2 separate regions of the Zea mays genome follow, and region 2 is linked to region 1. Evidence: chromatin contacts called from public Hi-C data. All regions are on one chromosome and are shown on one strand. The core of a region is the stretch at or near the end of the contact, and the rest is flanking DNA. Distances in the headings are between cores, read along the strand shown.

The links. Hi-C and Micro-C count contacts between places; a contact is called where the count stands out from the background.
Region 2: a Hi-C map of endosperm shows a contact between it and region 1, with 2.2 times the contacts expected there. The contact joins the promoter of LOC100283091 here to the enhancer-like site in region 1. A contact is called at or near these places in 4 of 25 Hi-C or Micro-C datasets (bundle sheath, ear, endosperm and 1 more).

The regions. Positions count from the first base shown.
Region 1 is chr4:99,908,787-99,911,486 of Zm-B73-REFERENCE-NAM-5.0, forward strand. No RefSeq gene overlaps it. Among protein-coding and RNA genes, the nearest start is that of LOC100282648, 52 kb to the left of the region's middle. Within about 2 kb of position 1,450, at least 18 of the 20 cell types and tissues checked have an H3K27ac peak or open chromatin away from gene starts, as enhancers often do. A contact at or near this core is called in bundle sheath, ear, endosperm and 1 more, where this site is marked.
Region 2 is chr4:100,095,943-100,098,642 of Zm-B73-REFERENCE-NAM-5.0, forward strand. It overlaps LOC100283091, which reads right to left and starts at 1,390. Exons shown (of 5, transcript NM_001412293.1): 1 at 727-1,390; 2 at 80-318. The coding sequence starts at 940.

The DNA of each region.
Region 1 (2,700 bases), core at 200-2,699:
TGACCGCGAGCACGGCTGATATACTAGTTTTACACTCTGCAGAGATTGCACCCTTTACCCACAAGTCTTGTATCTTGTCTAGCCAGGGTTACCTAGACCCTTAGACACTTCCGAGGTGAAGGGCTAGGGAGACACTACGAGGCCTTTATAAAGTTCCACTATCTTCAGAAAACCCACTACAGTTTCTAAGGAGCGCAATATAGAAATCCCCCGTCCAAAAAGCCATTGCTGCATGATCCACCCGAGAACCTCCCTATACCGACCACTCCCCTACTGTCCTTGCCCCTTTTGGGTAAGGTAGTGCTCCACTAGCTTTCCTAATTTGTCAGCCAAGGGCGTCCCATTCCACCCTTGTGGTAGCACGAATATCTGAAGTTAAGCTCCATGTTCCAATTAACACAATGATCTTGTCATGAACAATAATTAAAACAACAATATAACTGGAACATGATCATAATGTAATATTAATCTTAAAACCAGGTAGAGCAATAGCATAACTACCCAAAAGTTTAGTGGTAAACAAGGTGTGGGATAAACAAGCCTAGGGAAACCTATTAGGTCCCATCAGATTAACCTGAGCATGTCATAGGAATTAACAGGAACATTATTGGGTAAAGAAAAGTGATCAAGGGCATAACTTGCCAGGTACCAACTTGTTCTTCAAGTGACTTGTAACCTCGCTGCTAGTCGTAGCAATACAAACAAACATGGTCTAGGCAAGTTTAACATCACACCAAACATAAGCACAAACTGCATAATAATGTTCTACGTATCGTAACAAGATCTTAGGCCCGAGAACCACTAAATTCAGAGTTACGGTTAAAAAGTTATGATTTTCTGAAGATTTAAGTGTGGGGTACACAAGAACTTAAGTGCATAATTTTATCCTAGATTTCATGACAAAATAAAGTTACTAGATGATAAAGAATATTAATATGAGATTAATGCAACTGGAATGGATCAAATCAGAGCTAAACTTAGGAGATATGAATTTTCTATGATTCTAGGATTATTCTTATACGATCCGTTCATTTTCAAGGATTTTCTAGCTTATATAATTCATTCTATTTATTTATCCCATAGTCAGGGACGGCGACCATCATTTATAAGAAGATCAGGGTCTGTCTTGCAAGAATCCGTGAGCCCGTATACATATGACTGGAGTGCGGGTTGTTTTCAAATATTCATAAGGACTCTTTTGAAATATTGCCACGCGAAGGGGTATCATCGCAAGAGAACCACACAATCTGCAACCCACGGATCAACTTAACTCGCCACCCTCATTGATTCGACATGGAGCGATGGTCGTTAGATCCGAAATCCGTGGACCAAAGATCGCCCACATCGCAAGTTAGCTTCAGCCTTTCGATCCCCGATTGACGACCCAGAATTGACGAGCCCGAAGAGTTATCTACTTCTAATCTTGACCGCCCATTGCCGGATCAACGACGCCAAGCACGCGTCGGTACACTCTAATCCACATCACATGCCCCAGATCCGACGCCCCCTACGTATCTTCCTCCTTGCGCCCTCCTATTACCCTTTCTCTCTCTCTCTCTTCATGGCCGCCCTACGTCGGTAGCCACCCCACGGCGATGAGCACACAGGTGACCAGGGCCCACTGCGATCAGGTGACCAACCACCGAGCTAGGTGTAGGTTACACGGGTACAAGACTCACATGAAGGTGATTTACCAGAGATCAATATGGTGGCCGAGATGATGGCCATCGGCAATGTCTGATTAGAACGACCAGCCCCGACAAGCATTACCTCCCTGGCGAGCACTGCAGTGGCTTTGGCATGAGTTTACCTCTCTCTCACGGGGCAGCAACGCACCCAGTATCCATGTGTTTGGTTGCCGTAGAATTCGAACCAGACCGACATGAGCCCAACCAGTATTGGTAGAACCGTGATGAGTTCATGCTGATATTTTTGTTTGGTTGTTTGTACAGACTAGTACAGACTAGATACAGATTTTGTTTGGTTGTCTGCACTAGGACGTCTATTAGAGAAGAGTGTATAAATAAACCTCTGAATATTATATAGTATGACTGGTCTAATTTTGTTCACAAAATTTTTAGGAACATAAATATAAAATCGACTTGTTGAATAATTTTTCTAACTAGAAGATACAATAGAAAAACAAACCAATAAACATTCTCATTTTAAGTGCCGCATGCAGCGACCGGATGAGTCCAGCCTGAGCGCGCGCGTACGTGCGTGCGTCACAGGCGTATGGCGCTGGCCTGGCCAAGAGTCAATATTTGCATCTGATGAACCTGCATCCGTAGACAAGTGTACCAAACGACAAACATTTTACGGATCCGCGGCTGCAGCTGTACATGGGCAGCAGTCAACCAAACACGGTCAGCAGGCCGCGCGCGGGTGCGGCATGCACGAAGGTCGTTGGGCTGTTTGCAGGGGAGCGCGCGAGCATGAGATCGACTCGACCAGCGGTCCCACGAGGTCAATGGATTAGTGCTGGTGAGTTGGCGACAGCGGGGTTTGTTGAGATTGCTACGGGGGTGTTGACAAGGCAGGGCCCACGCGCCGGTGTCATAGGCTCCACATGCGAGTGTGCGGTCATCAGACCTGGCGGTGCGGCCCCAGCGGTCAGCGAGGTGAGTGCGGTTGGGTTTATGTCACACAGACCGCGTGGGATAGTAATTCGGCCCAGCCGCCAGCGCCATGGTGATTGTG
Region 2 (2,700 bases), core at 140-2,639, 190 kb after region 1:
TGGACTACATGAAATCTGTGGGTAAAACAAAGTCCCAATTCTACAACAGTGCAATTTGCTAATAGCACTATTATCTCACCGCAGATAGGTCGCACCTGCTGAACTCAAAAGTTACCTGGCCTGTGCTCTCAAGGCGGCCCTTGTAAACACGTCCAAAACCTCCCTCTCCCAGGAAGCACTCGGGCCTGAAGTTCCTGGTGGCGGTAGCAAGCTCACGGAAGGTGAAAGTTTGCGCTGAGATGGCATTGCCATTGGCATCCTTTGGCACCAAAGCCTCTTTGGTGAGCCCATTGCTCTTTACTCTTGCTTTCTCAGCCGCTGCACACATAGACAAGTACAAGAGGTAGATTCAGTAAGCTCATCAGCAGTCCGACTCAGACAAAAGAGAATCACTATTCAAAATAGCATGTCCTGGTTGCATCAGTCCACGAGTTTATCACCCCACAACCTTTACATCTCTCCGAGGCCTAAGGTAGTAAATGAACCTAATTTGCAATAACTAACAATAGAAAGTTCCTACTTCTTTTCCCTTTACCTATCGAGAACCTGACGCTAATTCAACACGCAAAGATGGCCACAAGCTACACGGAGCACTACTAAATCAGATCAGGCAGGCCCGGTGCGGTTGAACCACCACGCGGGAGATCAACCACCTTGCCGGGATCCAGTCCACCCACCCACCCCAAACCGTGGAACACGTAGCTCAGCGCGGAGCACGTCGCGCACCTGCTGAGAGCTTCTCGACGCGCGGAGCCGCCATGGGCGCCTGCTGCAGGTCCGGGTACCCCCTGTCCCCGTGCCGGCCGATGCTGACGCCGGCGCCTGTGCCGTTTCCGTACGCCGCGACGGCAGAGGACGTGCCGCCGTACCCACCGGCGCCACCGAATTTGGGGTTAAGCTGCTCATCTGCCGGGGAGTCGAAGCACGGGAAGCAGCCCATCGCCGGCCAGGAAGAAACACCAGGTCGCCGCGCTACTTAAAGGTGCAACATTCCTTTCGCTTCCGCCTTCCTGCTTTGCCGCCGGAAACTCTGATTGCGCCGGGACGTGGAGGTGGATGGAATGGGATCTTTTCCGGCGAGGGGATCGAGGGAAGGGAGGACGGGGGAAAGCGAAGGGGAGGAGAAGGGAAGGAAAGGTGCGTTTTTTATTTGGTTTTTGGAGCGGAAGCGAAGGTAGCGAACAGGAATTCAGGGAAGGTGGACTCGGGCACTGGGCTCGGCTGGCCCTCGAGTGTATTCGCGGCGCGGGGAGGGGCAAGGCAGCCGTCCAACACGCGGTTTTGCCCGTGTTCAGACTGGGGTGCGGGATACGTACTTCACTTTGTTAACCATTTTTTATGGGGCGGGACAAGGAGGGTGTTTGTTATAATCTGTCTAGATTACCTAATTTAATAAATTTTGAATTAAGTATTAGTTTAAAATTTATTGGATTATATAATCTAGGTATGTTATAATCTTAAATCAACACTCTAAAATATATGTATGGTCATTTCGGCTCAACTTGTTTCAATTTTGTCACAAGCTAAACTAACATCTAAGCTCAATTTATTAATGAACCGAGATCAAACCAGATCATTAGCTCGATTGGGCTACATTTGTCAAGAAAACAAAGTCTTCACTTATGTTGAATGAACTAGTACATAATAAATTATGTTAATTTGGTGTTGGATTTGTTTGGGACTTGTTTTCAAATGCTATGAATTAAGAACAAGACAACCCAGAATGTTAAATGTTAATGTCCTTCGTCCTTCGAAACATTATCTCATTTAGGATATAATGATTTTCAGACGAAGGTCATGAAGGGCATACTTTCATCATCGTAGTATGTGTTAATAAGTGAAGAAGTATATGAAACATAAAAGACAACATGAACGATCACATAACATTATCAATTCATCCTCATTATATTTGTTGGGGGCTTCGTCCTCCGAAGGTCCTCAAAAACGTGATTTAACAATATCTTTCAAGTGTGACATATGAATAGGTACCTTCGGACTCGGGCTAAAAGCATGAACGATGTAAAGAACATGATCGTGACGAAGGTTGGAATTGCTCCGAAGCTACACGCAAGGGAGCTTCGGCTAAATGGCGGAAAAAGGAACCGACTTAAAGGGGAAAAGGCTATCTAGTCCTTATAGAATTGTATATAAGTCAATAATAAGTGTAAAGGGCATGTATGTAATTTCTCACAGGCCGCGTCCTGTGCCTATAATAGATGAACAGTACCCCCGTACTGTTCACGCTGACCTGTACTTGCTCGTGCGTCACGCTTGTACTTTTACCTTCTGTCAAGTCGAAGGTACATATGTCATTCAATATTGTCTTTACTTTTTCATGATAATATAATGAGATGAGAATGAATTGATAATGTTATATAATCGTTTATGTTGTCTCTTATATTTCATATGCTTCTCCTTTTATTAACATATATCGCGATGATGAAGGTATATCCTTCATGACCTTCATCTGAAGATCATTATATCCTAAGAGAAATAATGCTTCGAAGGACGAAGGACATTAACTTTTAACATTTTATGTTGCCTTGTTCTTAACTCATAGCATTTGAGAACAAGTCCCCAACATTGGCGCCCACCTCCGGTGAACCCTTTTCGACCACCTTCGACAAGCACTGACCTTCGTCATGCCACCAAAGAAAGCTTCAGCGCCAGGGGCTGCTGCGCTGCAACCACTGGACCCAA